2 separate regions of the Rattus norvegicus genome follow, and region 2 is linked to region 1. A link is a contact called in public Hi-C data. All regions are on one chromosome and are shown on one strand. Each heading gives the region's core, a stretch centred on a gene start, on an enhancer-like site or on the middle of the called end of the contact. The rest is flanking DNA. Distances are from core to core; before and after follow the strand shown. Region 1 overlaps Mcf2l (MCF.2 cell line derived transforming sequence-like). Region 2 holds the start of Mcf2l (MCF.2 cell line derived transforming sequence-like).

What was found. A called contact is a pair of places that touch in the nucleus more often than the background predicts.
Region 2: a contact with region 1 is called in a Hi-C map of frontal cortex, with 2.5 times the contacts expected there. The contact joins the promoter of Mcf2l here to the enhancer-like site in region 1. A contact is called at or near these places in 2 of 12 Hi-C or Micro-C datasets (frontal cortex and prefrontal cortex).

Annotation. Positions count from the first base shown.
Region 1 is chr16:83,243,752-83,248,304 of GRCr8, reverse strand. All of the region lies in intron 4 of Mcf2l (MCF.2 cell line derived transforming sequence-like), which reads left to right. It overlaps LOC134482421 (a long non-coding RNA gene), which reads right to left. Exons shown (of 2, transcript XR_010058501.1): 2 at 3,965-4,553. Among named protein-coding and RNA genes, the nearest start is that of F7, 43 kb to the right of the region's middle. Within about 2 kb of position 1,819, at least 22 of the 93 cell types and tissues checked have an H3K27ac peak or open chromatin away from gene starts, as enhancers often do.
Region 2 is chr16:83,312,506-83,317,058 of GRCr8, reverse strand. It overlaps Mcf2l (MCF.2 cell line derived transforming sequence-like), which reads left to right and starts at 2,297. Exons shown (of 31, transcript NM_001413769.1): 1 at 2,297-2,440. The coding sequence starts at 2,362.

The DNA.
Region 1 (4,553 bases), core at 570-3,069:
GTGTCCCACTGTCACTACCCAGCAGCCATCAAGGCAGCCTCTCCTCCTTCACCCACTTTTGCTCACACCTACTCAGAGCCTAGGCTCCCTTCTCCACAGCTCCTGTTTGCGTCTGTCTTCACCAAGCACAGCTGCATGGGGTCAGCATGAACATGATTCTTTGCACAGAGATCTATGTACCCACCTGGTCATATGTCTGGAGAGACAATCACAGTGTGAATGTGCGTGTGTGCGCGCACCTCTGTGTGTGTGTGTGTGTGTGTGTGTGTGTGTGTGTGTGTGTGTGTAGCATGCGTGTATACTTTTTAAATTACACTTACTTATTTTTAGGGGAGCTCATGTGGTGTGGCATGTGTGTAGAGGTCAGCGGACAACTTGTGGGAGTTCACTTTTTCCCTTCTAACGTGGGTCCTTCACCCTCTGAGATGTCTATGTTTTCTTTAGTAAGTCATTCCCAGGTTAGAAGATGTGTTTCCAAATACAAAGTATTTTCCCAGGAAACACAGACATTCTAGTTTAAGACTGAAGCAGTGAACCTGGCCCACAGGAGGCTTTGCTGCCTTGCGCACTCCAGTGCATGCTGGGCTGCTCTTGTCAAGTGTGAATGTAGAACTTATTAGAACGAGGTTTCTAAGTGGGTTTCTGAAGCAAGCTGGCTGGTCTTTAAAACCACTTTGTGAACACAGTGGCCGTAAGGGAAGAATCTGACTGAATGTTTACATGGCCCCTTGTGTTCTCTGTTGTTGTTGCTTCTGAGTTGAACCTGGTCAGGGCTCTTGACCCTCCTGCCTCAGCGTCCCAAACACTGGAGCTGTAGGCGCACACCACCACGCCTAAATTGCATCGATTCGGACAGTGTAAAACAGGAGGTGTTTCCCTGTGACTCTTAGCATTTGCCAGAGCTAGGAAGTAGCAGGAGCTACCATTTATTCCAGCGAAACCGTCGTGAATTCGCTTGGATCTGCAATGTTTTCTTGCTATAAGAAATGACCAATGGTCTTAACACAAACCCAGCAGTTGGTCTAAGCAAGTACTCTAGGCCAGGCCTGGGGCAGGCTGGGAAAATAAAGAAAAGAGTGATCTGCGTGCAAGGCCGGGCGGGGTGTGCAGTGCAGGGAGAGCATTGCCACAGGGTCCCTCCCTCGTGGTCACAGCAACATGCAGGAAGCTGCTGAGACCCCCAGAGTGGGGACAGATCTACAAGGCAATTTGCTGCTGTTCTAGGACTGAGTCTGCCTTCCCGTGTAGCTAGAAGCCCTGTCAAGGCTCTCTGGAAGGACTGCATGTGTGAGAGAGTACGACACAGAGGGCAAGGGACAGGCGGGAGGAAGTGAGGACTGAGCGTGTCTCCAGGAGGAGGGGGAAAGTCTTAGTTATTCTTGCGATGAGGGAAGCAGTCTCAGCCTCACTAGCTGAGCCCCAGAGAAGGATGGCACACTAAGAAATAAGACTCCAGTCAAGGGGATCAACTGTCCTCCTTCTGAGACTCTGAGGGTCTCCTGGCAAGGAAGCACAGTGAGGGCACCGTGGGGCCTGGAAATGGGAAGACCACCCAGGTCCTACCGACACAGCACACAGCTGTGGAGCAGACCAGGATGCTTCCTCCAGGATTCTACCTTTACAGGGTGTCCAGAAGCAGCCTACTGTGGGCACAGCACCCAAACTAGGGGCTCCACAAGCACTGGGTTTTGAGTCTAGGTAATCTCAGGGAAATGCCTGCTTCAGGCCAGGTCTCCAGGAGGCTTTCCAAACAGGCCCTCTCAGAGTGCCACCAAAGCAAGGAGGCCCGGGGGTTTCTGCCTCCTGCTGCCAGGGTTCCTGCTGAGCCGCACTTATGTAAGCCTTGGGGATGACTGCTATTCTTAGCCACCGTCTGTGCAGCCTCGTGGGTTGGCGTTCCTTGCTTTGCGGTGGTCTTTTTTCCTTTTTGATGCCTTCAGCTTTCCTTTGAACCAGAAAAATAAGAAACTGGAGGAACCAACGATCCAGTCTCCCTAAAATACCAGTGCCTCCATCAGGAGAAAAGTGCGCGTTCATCTCTGAACATGCATGTTAATGCTCTCGGTTCCTGGTCACCATCAATGTGCAAAGACAGAGATGGTCCATCCCAAAGCTGAGACTCCAGGCACCTCCTCACTGCCAAGTAGTTGGCCCAAAGTTCTGAGTAGCCATTCTCATGGAGAAATAAAGCACCTGAGGGAACACTTCTAGGAGCTGTCAGCATCCCCCTCCTTGCTATGCTCTGTATGTTTCTGTCTGTTTGTCTCAAGGGTGTGCTAACATTTGAGGATGTATTATAGAATGCACATGCCTATCCTCATAGGTGGCCTAGTCCAAACTAAATCTATGCTCTGGCACCTTTCACTTAAGGAAATTGTGTGTGTGTGTGTGTGTGTGTGTGTGTGTGTGTGTGTGTGTACATGTGTGTGAGACATGTATGTGTGTGAACATGTATGTAAGAGAGTATGTAGTATGTATGTGTGTACATGTATGTGAGACATGTATGTGTGTGAACATGTGAGAGCGTATGTAGTATGTATGTGTGTGTTTGTATATGTGAGTTCAAGGTCAAGTACCTTCTTCAATTACTTTCTTCCTTATTCTTTGAGACAAGGTCTCCGGCTGAACCTGAGGCTCTGATCTAGGTAGACTGGCCAGCCAGCAAGTCCCTTCTTGTTTCCACCTCCCTAGTACTGGGGTTGCAGGTGATGCTGTCATATACCGTGCACTGCCACGCCTCTTTTTTCTATGTGGGTTCTGAGAGAATTGAACTCCCCTACAGATACAGATACAAAGCAAATAATTTTCTAACTGAGCTACCTCCTCAGCCCCAGGAGAATGAAATCTAAAGCATTGCCCAGTCTGCCCAAAGGTAGAACTCTGCTCTGGGACCGATGTAGTCTGTGCAGAACAACACAGAACTTGTGTCTGAGGGACCTGGGTTTGCCAGTCATCCAGCCATCTGTCACAGTTGCTGCGGGAAGCATTGCCTGATTCCTGTCCTGCTCCAGTCACTGGGGCTGCAAGATCAAGTGGCCACCAGAGGTCAGGAGAGTCATGGAGGTAGAGTGGGAGGCAGCACTGGAGGACTTCCAGGCAGAGGTGTCTGAGAGGTGGGCAGGGCATACTATGGATTTCCTCTGGGGCACTGTACCAAAGTGTAGGCCAGCGAGGGAGGACAATAAGTGAACCCAGAAGTTGGGCAGTGGCAGACCTCTGAGAGAGAGGGTCATATGGTTAACTCTCTTACTGAGTACAGAGTGACCAGAAGGTAGAGAGACGACAGGTAGGGAGACAACATGGGTGGGGGGGATCACTCGGCACCCAGCACTCCTAGTAGGCAGCCAAGCTTCATGTGGAGGTGTGTGCACCCCACGCTGGTCAGATGAGCAGTGTGAGACTGTGTGGGAGGCTGGGGCCAGTGGCTGATGAACATCACCTAGACCCTCGCTGCTCCTGTGAGTGCTCCAGTTTCACCTGCCAAGACATCAGGATGGCTCTGGAGGGCAAGCCTCGGCCTCCCATCACAGGAGTCTGAGCTCTTCCTACAGTGAGGTCCCAACTGGGCAGGGGTGCTCTGTACAGAATGTTCTAGAGGAAAGTGGGCGCAACCTGAAGGGTGTCTGTTTAAACACTTGCCCTCCATCCGACGGTCAGCTTTCCTATTTATTAACATTTGTTTTCTTAATGGTGTTTGCCAGTCTTAGTACTGGGGGGGGAGTTCTTATGTGTACCTCCCACTGCCCACTCCTTCCCACCGGATCTGGTCCATAGCTTTCTTTTGACAAATACTGAAGCAGTTTAGGAGAAAGGTTTGTTCTGGCTGAGAGGCTCCATCACTTTAAAGCAAGACAGACACTCAGCAGGGAAGGACATGACAGAGGACCACACCCGCTCACAGAGACCAGGACCCTGCAAGCGAGGGGTGACGGGCTACAAGTAAAACAGAGTTCGTACCAATGCAGCACCTTTTCCTCCAGTTCTTTATTTTAAAATATTTCAAGCTTACTGAAAATTTGTTAATAAAGGGAATAGCATGTGTTCTTGCCGTGACACTTTTCCCATGTGTCCATATGTCAGTGCATACACAAACACATACACACACGTGTGTGTGCACAGAGATATGTGCGCAGAGAAACACACAGCCATACTTGTACGCTTTCCCACACAGAAACACACACAGAGAGAATCTTGCTCACTCATACATGCACAGATATAGTCACATGCATACACAGAAGCAGGCACATACAGACGAGTGTGGAGTATACATCATGTATGTACCCATATACATATACAGGTGGTGGACATGCACTGCATGCATATACACAGAGGCACACATACACAGAAAGACACAAGCATACAGACATGTGAACACATACATGTGCACTAGAAAGCACACGGGCTAATGCAAAGTTGTATGTGCACACACATAGGTTCATGGACACTTACACATGTGCACATACACTCATATGTGGCTACACTTGCACACATAGGTATGTGTCTGGATACACAGCCCCACACATGCATGTACATATGTACACGGATGTACCTAA
Region 2 (4,553 bases), core at 1,048-3,547, 68 kb before region 1:
GTCTGCACCTACAGCCAGAGCGAGGCAGGGACACCGGCCCTTCCTGCTTCTGCTGCTCTGTGACTCCAGGCAAGCAGCTTGGTCTCCTGCATCCCTATCCCATCTGTTCCCTAAGTGCAGGTTCCTTAGCATGACAGGGAGAGGGCCACACTGCATGTCCGCCACCAGGAGAATGGAGTCAGTGCCTACCATGTGTGCTTCCGAGAAGGCACAGAACACAGAGGCGCTCCGGGATGCTCCGTCCACAGGGCAGTTAGGACAGGAGGCAAACGCTGTCACCTTTCCCTTTGGTTCTGGCTTTGAGATGGGATGATGTCAGCAGTGTCTGTCAGAGCGTGAACCAGATGACTTCTATGGAAGTGCACACAACAAGCCAGATCCACCCACAGGCCATGAGACCTTGGGGGTCTGCCCCGAGGAAGCCTGGCTGCTCAGAAACACTCTTAGAAAGACATAGGCCTGTCCCTGTGGGGCTGGTGGAAGGCAGGGCCTACACTCAGCACTGCCCTGGTGACGGCTTCTCTGAGGCTGGAGCCCCCAGCTTGGCATGCATGGGGCAGGGGCTAGCAGAGAAGGTTCTGGAGCCGAGGGCACAGGCAAGTTCAGTTCCCCAGAGTCTGTTTTCAGATGACACACGTGTCCAAGTGTTAACTGACCCGACGCCTGGGACCACAGGCTCAGGGTTTCAGCGCTGCATAGCTGGGGTCTGCTTGTCCATGTGGTGACTCACTGCATCTACGCCACACCTCTGAAGTCTCCCTTCCTTTGCTCCATGAGATTATTTAAAACCAAAGCACCTCCGGTGTTCGAGGGCTTAGTTTTCAGAAAAGCAATAATTTCTATTATCTTACATTTTATCTATATGTTGTTATTACACATTGATTTGGGGACTTTAGCATGGCAATTATTTTACGGATCTTTACCTTCCAGGCCCTGAGTTCTGAGGACAAAACTGGGAGATCTGACATTTTGTGTCTTGATCCTTAGTTCAGTGCTGAACCCAACATATACACTGTTGACATGGCATCCTGGTACATACGTGTCTGACGCCAGGATGTTCATGCTGGAGCACATGGATGTCATTGGAAGCTGTGGTCCTAGGGCACACGCAATCGTCTCTATGGCTACTGACACATACATGTTGGACACTGTGGGGATACAGCACAGTCTACGGAGCCATAGTGTCGAAGCACATATGTTGGCCAATGTGGTGCCGATGCATATAATCTTAAATATTGGTCTTGGCGCACATGTATGTTACTGCATGTACAACATGTTGTCACATACATGTTGCTGGCCACCATGGTGCTGGTACATATACATGTTGGTGCATGTTTGCATTGTTGCACACCATGGTGCTGATATACTCATGTTATTGGAGTTTGTGGTCCTGGGGCTCACACGTGTTACTGAAAACCACGGGGCCATGGCACTCATCCCGCTGGCATGAACTAGTGTGAACTTTTCCAGCCCTGTACAAAATTCGAATCTCTTATAAACACTCCATCTCTTTAGGAAGCATGCGACCTGTCCTACCAAACAATAAAAAGATGGCCAGCAGCTGGAGGGGCTGGTGTGCACCACCCTGTGCATTGCAACAGTATGCTGTGCACCAAAAGCCCGGAACCGGTGTGGAGCTCGTGGTGTCAGATGCAGAATGTGGCCCTCTGCCAAACATGGCGAGGTTAGAGAGCCCTGGGCCTACAGCTGAGCTTCCTTCTCGCAGACCTGTGTCTTAGGTCTGGCACCGTCCTTGCGGGGAGAGTCAAGTCCTGCCCCAGCTACCCACCGACTCCTCTTACCTGGGCATGAGACCTCGTGGGGAGCGCGCTCTGGGCTGCTGTGGCCTCTGCACCTGCCCGGCAGCGGCAGGAGGTAAAGGGGGCCTGGGGCAGGAAGTAAAGGGAGCATTGAGCTCAGGCTTGGTGTTCTTTGGGTGGTTTGGGACAGCGTCCCTGCAGCAGCGTTTTCCAACCCCAGAGGACAGAAGCCCTAGGGAAAAGGGGGGGGGGGGCAAGGGCGGACCTGTGCGCCTGCGTAGCGGGGCTTTCAGATGCCCCCTTGATGCAAACTAGCCTCCCAGGTGCTCAGGTGGTGCACACGCATGACTCCAGGTGCGGGGTGGTGACACGCCCGGCAGGCTCAGTGCTTCCGCTTCCGCCTAGCGCCCCCCGCTCCCCCATCAACGCAAAGCGCGCCCCCCTCCCTGTGGCGCGGAGACCAATCCTGGGAAGCCAAGGAAAGCGCCACAACCCCCTCCCCGCTCCAGCCGCGCCCCCTCCCCACGCTCAGCCCCACCCGACAGCACCTCTGGTGCAGCGGAGGACGATCTTCTGGGGATCGGTTTTGTTGAGTCGGAGAATGAGGTTTTGGCTGAGAAATGAAGAGATGGCCCTAGAAGAAATGGTGCAGAGATTAAACGCGGTTTCCAAGAACACTGGTAGGAGGAGCCGCTGGCCTTGATTATATATTCTTAAGCTTGGCATCATTTGTGGAATTGTAGAGAATTGCATCTAATGGCTGTATAGCCGCGCTCATTCACTTTCCCCTAGCAGAAAAAGCAGCCGTGATGGGCATTTCTGACATCTGATCGGCTTTGTGGATTGACAGGGTGATTTTATTCTGCCTGACACAGTTTGGGAATTACAGATCAGTAGCACTGGCTTTCTAGGAGATGAGAGCTTGTATGCGGAGTCATTTGCCTGTGGGGGAGTCTGCAAGTCTGCTTGGGAACATCACCTCATTGCTGCGGTGGCCATAGAATTATGAGCCCAGAATGGCCTAGGGTCCAAGCCTTCAGATACTGGGATGAATGGGAGCCAAAGGATGTTCAATTATGGGAAAAATCCTCACCATGCACTGTCCAGCCTTAAGGCAAATGTTTGAAAATATTTTATTGGTTAAAAAGAGGGAGACTAGTGTAATTAGACATTCATTTTCAAGATTAATTGTCTGATTACTTAAAATAAGCTGTGAGGGACAGGCTGTAGCCTCCTGTAGATTTCAGCTCCTCAGAGCTGGCTGGATGCACCTCGCCATTGGCCTCATCGTTGTGCTGGGGCTCCTGGCAGAAGCAGGTACCACTGACTAGTTGTGTCTGGCATGGAGAGGAAATAATGGTGCGCAATTAAAAGTAGGTTGCTGTTTTTGTCGTGTGTTATATGGTGTGTGTGGCTATCTAGTTTTCTAAGTAATACTTTCCTGAGGGATTAAAATTTCATTCGTTGTCTGGCTTGGGTGTGGCACCCCCTCCCTGTATTAAATGACTAAGTCAGCATAGCCATCAAGTGCAGTGGTCTCCTGGCACTTGTGTAGACGGTCAGTTTACAACTCTGGCTTTGCGACAGAAATGGCTGTTTATTATAAATGGGTGAAAAGAAAAGACAGACATTTATACCTTCTGTCACCTTCCTCTTAGAGACGTGGCCCGTTTTTCTGGGTGTTGCTTGGGCAAGGTCTGGATGAATGTGGGACCCTGTGGGGCTGCCTGCCTGCCTGGGTAAGGAGGGGGACTTGCTGCTCTTCCCACCTATGCTTGGCTGGTGTGGGGGACTCACTCGTGGGAATTGCTCCAGCAGTGACGTCATCCCTGAGTTTCAGGTACTGAGGCTTCCTCATGGGCTCTGAAGGACACGACATGTGTGTTTTAACTTGTAAAAAGGCTCCCAGGGGAGCACATTCACTCACTGATGTGTTTATCCAAGCATCCTTGGATGGGCCCCGTGCCCCCTGATGTTTTTGCAGTACTAGAGTTACAGATTTCAAGCAGATCCGAAGATGTGGTCGGCAGGACCCTCTGTTGTGAACATCCCATTGTTCAGTGGTGGCGAGGGAGATGTCACCCACACCTGCACCCTTCCTGTCTCTCCTGCACACTGACCTGTTCTCAGCGTAACCCAATCTTTATCCATGCTGTGGCACCGGGGAGATGGGCTCTGATGGTTAGGGGCGATACGTCATGCAATGGGGACAGGAGTTGTGCACGCACAATGCAGGCTCTGGCTTCCACCCCTAGGGAAGTGGTGTAGGTCTGTGCCGTGGTTATCATTTGGAGCACGTCCTCAACAGTCCCTTCTAGCAGAGTGTAGCTCAAGGTCAGGATTGTTCATGTTCCAGGGGCATGTGAAGGTCATGGCCAGAAATGGGTAGATAGTTCTGGAAGCTTGAGCTAGAGACTGGTGAAGCTGCTTAGAACGCAGGGTTACAGCCGAGGCTGCGACTTTCCTTACAGCTGCAGGTCTGACCTTCTGCAGCCCTCCCCTGTGTTCACAGGCAAGTAGGAAGCCAGTGCTGGGGCCACGCAGCTGTGTCCTCTTTTCACATTTAAACGCTGTGTGCACTGACCCAGAACTTTCTTACCTGGGCTGTTTGGCAGGGCGTGATCTGTACTGTTTGACCTTGAGCATTGAGCTCTCATGTGTGCTTCCGAACCCGACCTTCGTCCTGATGCTGGGCACTTTCCAACAGCAGAACCCCTTCCAGCTACTCAGGCTCCTTTCCAGCATTTCCCTCTGTTTTGGTTTTCTCTTTAGATTTGCAGGATTTGGTGAAAT